Regions from separate parts of the Mus musculus genome. Here region 2 is linked to region 1. A link is a contact called in public HiChIP or PLAC-seq data. All regions are on one chromosome and are shown on one strand. Each heading gives the region's core, a stretch centred on a gene start, on an enhancer-like site or on the middle of the called end of the contact. The rest is flanking DNA. Distances are from core to core; before and after follow the strand shown. Region 1 holds the start of Shisa8 (shisa family member 8). Region 2 holds the start of Ndufa6 (NADH:ubiquinone oxidoreductase subunit A6).

Region 1 (4,689 bases), core at 994-3,493:
TGATCCTCCTTAAGATGCAGATCCTTTCTCTCCCTCTCTCATACCCTCCCCGTTCCTAAGCTGATTCCAGGCTCCAGAGGAGGAGAGGTGGGAAGGAGAAGAAAGGGCCCTAGAACAGCTAAATTCCCCATCAAACAGGAGTTAGAAGTATCATTTCACGGTTCCATTCAGCAGGTATTGACAGGCACCTGAGCTGAGCTGGGGACAGAGGGCTCGACTGGAACCCTAGCCCTTGCCCTCCTGGTGTCCCCATCTGGATAGTGAGAGGTAATCTCTACCTCCTGGAAGGAATGGATTATGAATCTGTCCTTCAGAGAAAGGTCTTGATTTATTTCACTGGTTTTTGGGGGGTGGGTTGTCTTTGTTTTGTTTTTTGAGAGAACATCTCATGTGGTTCGAGCTGGTCTTGAACTCCTAATCCTCAAGTCTACAGGTATGCACGACCAGAACCAAATTGCCAGCTTTCCTTCCCTTCTTCTTCTTCCTTCCCTTCCCTTCCCTTCCCTTCCCTTCCCTTCCCTTCCCTTCCCTTCCCTTCCCTTCCCTTCCCTTCCCTTCCCTTCCCTTCATTCCTTTCTTTTTCTTTTTTTCTTTTTCTTTTTCTTCTTTTTTTGTTTTTTGTTTTTTTTTCCAAGACAGGGTTTCTCTGTGTAGCCCTGGCTGTCCTGGAACTCACACTGTAGACCAGGCTGGCCTCGAACTCAGAAATCTGCCTGCCTCTGCCTCCCAAGTGCTGGGATTAAAGGTGTTCTTTCTTTTCTTGAAACAGAATTTTCCAATAAAGACTGGGCTAGCCTGGAACTCACCGTGTAGACCTGTGGTTCTCAACCTAGGGGTTGGGTGTCGAATATCCTACATATCAGATATTTACACTACGATTCATGACAGTAGCAAGATTACAGTTATAAAGGAGCAATTAAACAATTTTATGGTGGGGGTCACCATGAGGAACTATGTCACAGGGTTGCAGCATCAGGAAGGTTGAGGACCTCTGATTTAGATTAATTTTGCCTCAAGGAATCCCCCTGCTTTGTCCTTAGTGTGTGAAAGGACACTATTTTGTTCTGTTTGCTTTTTGAGACAGGGTCTCAGCACATTGCCCTGGCTGGTCAAAGTTGTGAGCCCAAGTGGTCCTCCTTCTTCAACCTCTCCGCAAGCCTTCAGTACTGCTATGCCATTGCTGGCACCAAGAAGACCTTTTTGTTGTTGTTGGTTTTTTTTTTTTTTTTGTTTTTTTGTTTTTTTTTTTTTTCTCGAGACAGGGTTTCTCTGTATAGCCTTGGCTGTCCTGGAACTCACTTTGTAGACCAGGCTGGCCTCGAACTCAGAAATCCATCTGCCTCTGCCTCCCAAGTGCTGGGATTAAAGGTGAGTGCCACCACTGCCTGGCTCCAAGAAGACCTTTTGACCTTAACCATAGCAACTGAGGCAGGGAGAGGCAATGACTGGCATCAGGGTCATATTCTCCTTAGCAGCTCAGCGGGGGAGTGGTGGAATGGGGCATTGAGCCATGCCTCCTCATTCTTTCCCTAAGCTTGTGAAAGGACCTGGGAGTCCCAGGGAGTGAGAGTTGAGGACAGACAGGGGAGTACAACTGGCCTGGTCCCCAGGACCTGCTCAGCCTTCTATAGCAGAGGCCGCGGAGGGGAGCCGACCACTTGAGGGCTCTGGCCAGACTGTTTCCAGAACTGGGACATCCTAGGACCCCAGCCAAATGTCCAGGTTTTAGAATCAGGGCACATGCTCTGGGGCAGACCAGAGAGGGGTTGATCAAAGCTTGATTCTGCCATTTTTGTGTTGGGGGTCCTTATTGTGCCTTCCTCATTCATGTCAGGACCAGACACAGGAATGGAACATTGGGGCGTGTGTGTGTGTGTGTGTGTGTGTGTGTGTGTGTGTGTGTGTGTGTGTTTGTGAGTCCCTTCCCAGTGAATTCCAGGCTGCTTTGATCTCTATGCCTCTGTCCCCTTACTTAAAAAAGCAGGGAATCGCTCATCCAAGGTTGCCAAGATCCGAATCCCCAGATCTTAAGCTGAGCCCCCTCGAGGGCCCAATTCCGACAACAGTTTGAGGGAGGTCTTGGAGAGGGTCCCTGGTCGGGCGCGCTTGCTGCACTGACCTTACAGAACCCCTCCCTCCCGGCGCAGCGGCCGCGCTCCTCCCCCGGTTCTGCCTCCCTCCCGCCCTCCTCCCCTCGCTCCCTCCCGCCCGCCCGAGCCCGCGCCGAGCCCGCGCCGGAGCCGGAGCCGGAGCCAGAGCGCGGGCACCGCGGAGCGGGCGGCGGGAAGACAGAGGTGTCCGGCGACCCGCCGCCCGGCGCAGTCTCCAAAAGACCCAGGCCCCGCACGCCCTCCCGGGTCAGAGGGAGCTGGGGACTGTGCAGGCGAGCACTCGCCGCCCGCCTCCACCGTGCGCAGTCCGAGGTGAGCCCCGGAGGAAAACGCGCCCACCGGAGATCCAGCCCCGCGTACTCTACACCGAGCTCACTTGTGTCTGGAACCGCAGACGCACCAGGAGGCGTCGGCGGGGAGACTGCGCGGGCAGCTGGGCGACCGAGCGACCGGTCCCGGAGGGCTGGGGGAGCCTGGCAGAGCGGCCACGCGCCGAGCCATGCGCCGGGCGCAATAGCAGAAGGAGCGGGCTGCATGGAGCGCGCTGGGGCGCGGGGACAGCGCTGTGGCCGGCGCTCGCATGGGCTCCCGCTCGCACTCCGACTGGCGCTGCTGCTGGCAGGGTCGCCGTCGGGCCGCGCGGGGGCTCCCGAGGAGCAGGAGATCGCAGGGTCCGGTACCGTGGCACCGGCGGGAGGCGACCGCTGCCGCGGCTATTACGACGTGATGGGCCAGTGGGACCCGCCCTTCAACTGCAGCTCGGGCGTCTACAGCTTCTGCTGCGGCACGTGCGGCTACCGCTTCTGTTGCCACGACGGCCCGCGCCGCCTGGACCAGAGCCGCTGCTCCAACTACGACACACCGGCCTGGGTGCAGACTGGCCGGCCGCCCGCCCGCGCCCGTGACACCGCCGCCCCGCGCGACCCGGCCCGGGAGCGCAGCCACACTGCGGTCTACGCGGTGTGCGGTGTCGCCGCTCTACTCGTGCTGGTCGGCATCGGGGCGCGCCTGGGCCTGGAGAGAGCGCACAGCCCCCGCGCTCGGCGCACGGTGACCAGGTGAGTGCGCCCGCTTGCCTGCCCGCCCGTCCTGTCTTCACTGTCCCTAGCTGGCTCCAAATTTCACTGCAACTGCATCCTTCTGGACCCTCTAAATCTTTGGCCTCTCCGCAGTCCCTTTCTCTTTTTGTTTTGTTTTGTTCTTTTGGACCTCTCTCCCCCGTCTCTGCTTCACAGAGGGAGATAGATACCTGATAGCTCTCTCTCCCCTTGACCTTCCCTGCCTGTACTGGGCTCTGGATCCTCCTTGTGGCTCTAACCTCCTCTGCGGAAGACAAAAAGTCGCTGTCCAAGGAATGAGGCACGGACGATGGTCAGGAAAGCCACTGGACTGGGGCAGTTTTAAGGTGGTCGTGGGCTTAGCGAAGGGAGAGGATGCTTGCCGGGTTCCCTTGCTGCATCTCCCTCTCCCGCCCTCCTCCCACCTCCATCCATTTCCCCAACCCAGTGTGACTCAAACCTGACCTTCATTCCTTGGAATTTCAGAAGCATCCCCTCCCCAGTAAAACCCCGCCCCCCCGCAAAGGTTCCCCCCCCCCCCGCAAAGGTCTGGCTTTCCAGCTGCTCAGAATGGGAGTGTGGAGGGATGTAGACCTGTGTTTTAGAGACCTGCCAGATGCTGGCTAAGTTTTGAGTTTATTTTGACTTGTCAGCCGAATGGGAACGCTGGGAGCTGAAATTCTGTCCTGACCATGGCTGGATCTCTTCCACTTAGGCCCCCCAGCAAATCCCCTGCCCTGTTTGTGCTCTCCCTTCCTTTCCACCCAGGTCCCAGCCCCACTGGGCATGTAGACTGTTGGCACCACATGCAACAGGCAGCAAGTGGGAGTTATAATAAAGAGCTGCCCCTTCTCCCCCTCCCCCACCATACACATGTGGTGGACCAGATGTGCACAGGGGCAGATCATGAGAGTAGTTGCCCCCAGACCACTTAGCCCATCCCTTCCAGACACCTGGAGGGCAGAGAGGGTGATGAGCTGTCCCCATAGACAACCCAGCCGTCAGCCCAGCTGCCTGCAGTACCCAGGACCCATGATTTTCTCCCACTTGGCCTGACCCTCCTGGTGGGGCTGAGTTATGGCTGATTAACGAAGAGGCACACTGAAAGACACCTGAGGTGGCCAAGGATCAGCTGCAAGGCGTCTGCAGGTTGCCTAAGATGACCTCGCCTTTCCCACTCCTCAGCCGCTTGTGCCAATTATCCCACCACCTATCCCACCACCAGGCACTTTGTGTTTCTTTGAAGCCACTGGATTGCAGCGGGAATTAGCAGGGGCTTCTGAATGCTGCAGGGGCAGAAACTCAGCCTCTGAATGTGGGAATCTCTCTTCCAGGACAAAGGTGGACAGTGGGGAGGCCAGAGAGATAGTGGGAGCCAGAGACCCACTGTAGTATAGGGGTGGCTGGGCCAGTCTATAGCTGACTTGTTCATCTGCAAAGCTCCACCTGCAAGCCCAGGTTTGGTTGTGTGCTCACAACCATGTGCTTTGACTCTCTTCTCTGGGCTCCTGGGCAGTGTG
Region 2 (4,773 bases), core at 736-3,235, 140 kb before region 1:
ACATGGAAGTCACAGTGACATGGGAGGGCTTAACACCGAGCAGCCTATCCTCTGAATCATAAGTAAGAAGGGAGCCTAGCAGCGTCCAAGTGCCATCCACTCACCCAGCCAGTGTTTGTTGAGCTTCCATGTGGGGTACAGCAGCATGCTGGGACACAGAAAGGACACAGAGCCTGCCTCTGAGGGTACTCAGTGATATCAAGTGAGTGGGCATAGCGCATGACAGCAATTCCTACCTCCTCCAAACCTCATAAAGGTCGCTGAATCACGACTATGTACCTGTAGATGGCCAAAACTAGAGAATGTCTTGGTTTATATGCACATGAAATACTAGTCACGACAGAAAAGACTACATTTTAGACCTTAAAACAAGTCTGAAAAACTAAATTTTTTAAATAATTTATCTGTATGTGCGTGTGTGTGTGTGTGTGTGTGTGTGTGTGTTCATGTGTGTATGTGTATAGGGACCACATTATGCAGGTGCTTAATAGAGGCTAGAAAAAAGGTTACTGGGCCCCTTAGAGCTAGTTATGGTAGTTGTGAATCATCCAACATGGGTCTATAAAGAAAGTCCCAGGTTAGCCAGGTTTCAAAAAGGAGGGGAGAGAATAAAAGAAAAAAACAAAAATCAATAATGTGGTGGTTTGGGCCCCATAAGTTCATGTGTTTGAATGCTAGGTCCCTAGTTAGTGGAACTGTTTTGGGAAGGACTAGGAGGTGTGGCCTTGTTGGAGTATGTGGCCCTTGTTGAAGATGTGTCACTAGAAGTGACTAGAGGCCGGCCCAGTCTTTCTCTATTGTAAGACCTCAGCTGCTGCTTCAAGGCCACTCATGCCTGCCTGCTGCCATGCTCTCCTCCATGAGAGTTTAAATGCTGTGTGCTGAGCATATCTGTGTGCATTGTACTTTGACTGGAAGTACTGTTTGTTCAAATCACCACAAAAATATCCATAAAAGCATGGTGCACTTACTATATTAGAATGTCGTTAGGCAGCAATTCTTCAGCTTTTATTTATATAGCAGCGAATATATATAGATATATACCATAGAGTATAGATATAGATTAGATACAGAGGTAGATATAGCTTCCATGGTTTGGGATGTAAAATCCCTAGTCTAAAATGGAAATGATTAGGCTAGGTGAAGTAGCACTAAGGAGACTGAAGCAGGGGAAATGTGGAGTGCAAGGTCAAATGTAACTGCGGGGCTGGAGAGATGCCTCAGTGAGTGCTTAAGCACTCTAACTGCTCTGCCAAAGGACCTGGGCTCAATTCCCAGCTCCACAAAGCAAATCATAACCGTCGGTCCCAGAGGAATCCATAGCCTTCTTTTGGCCTCCATGGACTCCAAAAAGCACACGTGGCGCACACCTATACAAACATCCAAAACACCCACACACATTTATTTACAAAAAGGCAACCGCAAGTGCTGTGGGCACAAACCTGCAGAGGCAGAGAAATCACTGCAAGCTCTGAGGCCAGCCTGGCTGGTCTACGTAAGTGAGTTCCAGGCCAGGCGCAGTGAGACGACAACTCAAAACAATGGCATGAAGTAAGTAAACAAACGGGGCTGAGAAACGCCAAAAAGCTCAAGCCAGAGGCGCTTTTGCGATCGACACCATGTCTACAAGAAAACGGTTTTCCGGAAGCACATACACAATATGCTCAGCAGTACGCACTGTTGCTGCGGAAAGACTGCCATTGCCGCCTGGCACCGTTATCTATGCCCGAGGTCTTCTCCTCCGAGCCTGCCAACCACGGCGCCTGGCTGAAGGAACAAACTTTTGGTAAGAGCAGACAGAGCGCCTCACCGCTGCCTGAAGCCTCGACGCTGCGCCTCCTGGTGGTTCCTCAGCGCCGCCGTTGAACGAGCCAACCCCGGATCGGTGTTTCCGCGGTAGAGCATGCGCATTGCAGAGCCCGAGGCTTCCAGCCAATCAGAGAGCCCTAGTCCAGTCAGTCCTTCCCTCTGCACTGCAGGAGGCACGGCAGCGAGTCCCGTGGCACCGCGCGTGCGCACGCTGAAGGGGCGGGGCTTCCTCGGCAAGATGGCGGCCGCGGCCACCGGCCTGCGCCAAGCTGCTGCTGCGGCAGCCAGTACCTCGGTGAAGCCCATTTTCAGTCGCGACCTGAACGAGGCCAAGCGGAGGGTGCGCGAGCTCTACCGCGCTTGGTATCGGGAGGTGCCGAACACCGGTGAGAGGCAGGGGTGCATTCGGGGCGCCGGAGGCACCTGCCCAAGGTCTCTCGGCCGAGCTGAGGTCACGTAGTGGGACAGAAACGAGCCCTGGGCTTCGGGGGAAGGGGGTCACCCGAGCCAGAGTGCCCCACACCGGGACAGGGCTTCCGAGCGCCCCAGTTGCTTTGGTGGCCTTTGTTCCTTATTTCTTATGGAGCCCCTGGGAGGGGCGTCCGCGGTCCTGAGCTAGCCCCGGGTGCTTCTTGAACCCAGCTTTACAGTTCCAGAGAAGGTTCTAGATGCCCATTCGATTTTGTAACTAAAGTGGCGAAGGGCTTTAGCAGTTATCTGTTACTTAGTCTGGAGAACAAACTGCATCACGAGAGGGAAACGACTTGACGAAGGTCACCCAGTAGCTGCCTGCTGCCCTTTGAAGCCTCCAGACGAAATGGCCCCTCAGAGCTCCCCAGCTTTGCTCACTAGATCAGCTTGCCCCAGAATTTTGAAGTCTAACCCCCTTCTGCTGCAAAACACGCCTTTTCCCGTAGGTGGGAGAATCTAGTCTGTTCACCTGAGTGGCGAGTGTGAATCTGCAATCTTGGTTGTCTCCCTCAATGCTGCCACTGTAGTGGATTTTAAAAGGGGGTTAGCGAGAGTTCAAATGTCCTACATATGTCAGGGACATCTTTTGTTGTTGAGTAGACATGTATTTAACTTGAGCTGATCTGAGGGGAAAGGCGTTTTCCAATGAGTAACAACAGCTCCACAGCACGCCTCAGCACTGCTTGAGAGGCAGCCACACTGTCCTCAGTTTCGACCTTTATTAGCTGTGTGACCTTGGGTAAGATTTTTCACCGGTATTTGCTCATCTGTGAAATGGCCATAATACTGTCTTCTTCCGGGAGTTACTGTATTAAATAGGTTACTTAAGTAACTGATATAAAACTCGGGGGAGGCACTGATGGGAGAAGATTCCTCTTAGTTATTAGAACACAGACTGGAGAAAAAACAAAACAAAAAAACCATGCCCACCTCAGGCTGGAGTTTACCTGACAGTAGTTATAATACTGCACCCTTCAGTCTCTGGGCCTGATGCTTCACAAATACTAAGATTCTGAGTGACGGGTTCTGTCTCAACTTAAACTTGTCTCAGTTTGTCATTGTACAGTTCTTTCCTGAAATCCCTGTGTGCGCACTGACCTTGGTGACAGCTCTCTCAGAACCTAGCCTAGTGTTCACCATTTCTGCAATCACTGAATTGGAGTATAACAAAAGATTCAAACCTGATTTAGACACAGCATGATTTTGTCTGTGTTTTTGTGACTTTTTGTTGTTTTGTTTTTCTGAGACAGCGTCTCACATTGTAGCCTTGGCTGGCCTGGAACTTGCTACGTAAACCAGGCAGGCCTTGAACTCAAAGAGCCATCTGCCTCTGTGCTACCACACCGGGCTTGGTTTTGTTTTTGGGTGTTGTGTTTTGGTTTGGTTTGTTGTTTTTTGTTTTTTTGAGACAGGGTTTTTCTGTATAGCCCTGGCTGTCCTGGAACTCACTTTGTAGACCAGGCTAGCCTCGAACTCAGAAATCCGCCTGCCTCTGCCTCCCGAGTGCTGAGATTAAAGGCGTGCGCCACCATGCCCAGCACTGTTTTTGTTTTTGTTAAGGTTTTGCCTCAATTCTGGGATTAAAGGCATCTGCCACCATGGTTGGCTGATTGCAGTTTTATAGATCAGAGTGGACATGTCACAAGAATGGCCAGTGCACAAGGTATCTTCACTAAATGAATATACTGACCTCTGTAGCCAGAATGTTTAACACCTAGTGATCCTTTTGTATCCTTGGTGTCCTCAGCAAATCTGCCGAAGGCTGAGTGTCAGGGGATGGGTGACTAAAGCCTGCTTTTCTCTTTTGAAACAAGATCTTGCTGTGGATTCATAGCACCATACACAGCCACGGCAAACCTCCAGCCTGTAGGCTGGGTTTACAGTCCTGTTACCACTAAGTCCAGTTTACAACCTAATCTCCAAAGGACACCCATGTAGCACATTAAGTTCAGTCACCTGAGTTTGTGCCACTGTTTAGCCACTGACTTAATAGATTGGTGAATACTGTGACTTTTTAAATGTATTTTATTACTTTTTAAAGTTGTGTGTGTGTGTGTGTGTGTGTGTGTGTGTGTGTGTGTGTGTGTGTGTGTGTGTGTATGGGAGGGTGCAGGTAAATCCCAAGTGTCCGCAGAGGTCAGAGGCATGGGTGGGTCCCTGGAGCTGGAGTTACAGGGTTTTTGAGTTGCCTGACATGGTTGCTGGGGATTGGAAAGGCGATGCTGAGCCACCTCTCAGCCTCCTCCCTTTTTAAGGGAAGAGAAGTTTATTGTGTTCGGTTTCAGTCCCTTATCTGGGGGTGGTGGTGCAGGGTGGTGTGACTCATGGCTCCACAGTGGCAGCCTTGTATCTTGTTTGCAGTCATAGGTGACTGTCCCACTCTCAGTTAAGGCTTAGAGTCATGTCCTTCCCCAGGTTGTCTGATGGTTTGATTACAGCCTTCCCTCCCTGTGCAAACTCTTGGCAGTACCCCTTAGCTCCCAAATTCATATA

What was found. HiChIP or PLAC-seq counts read pairs in DNA pulled down with a chosen protein or histone mark.
Region 2: a contact with region 1 is called in an H3K4me3 HiChIP or PLAC-seq map of embryonic stem cells, with 9 read pairs. The contact joins the promoter of Ndufa6 here to the promoter of Shisa8 in region 1. A contact is called at or near these places in 1 of 39 promoter capture datasets (pre-B cells), 4 of 115 datasets of contacts at active chromatin or transcription factors (embryonic stem cells, memory CD8 T cells and pancreatic cancer cells) and 2 of 9 other capture datasets (adipose tissue and pancreatic islet).

Annotation. Positions count from the first base shown.
Region 1 is chr15:82,210,369-82,215,057 of GRCm38.p6, reverse strand. Shisa8 (shisa family member 8) reads left to right here and starts at 2,243. Exons shown (of 4, transcript NM_001207021.1): 1 at 2,243-3,169. The coding sequence starts at 2,646.
Region 2 is chr15:82,351,503-82,356,275 of GRCm38.p6, reverse strand. It overlaps Ndufa6 (NADH:ubiquinone oxidoreductase subunit A6), which reads left to right and starts at 1,985. Exons shown (of 3, transcript NM_025987.3): 1 at 1,985-2,195. The coding sequence starts at 2,048.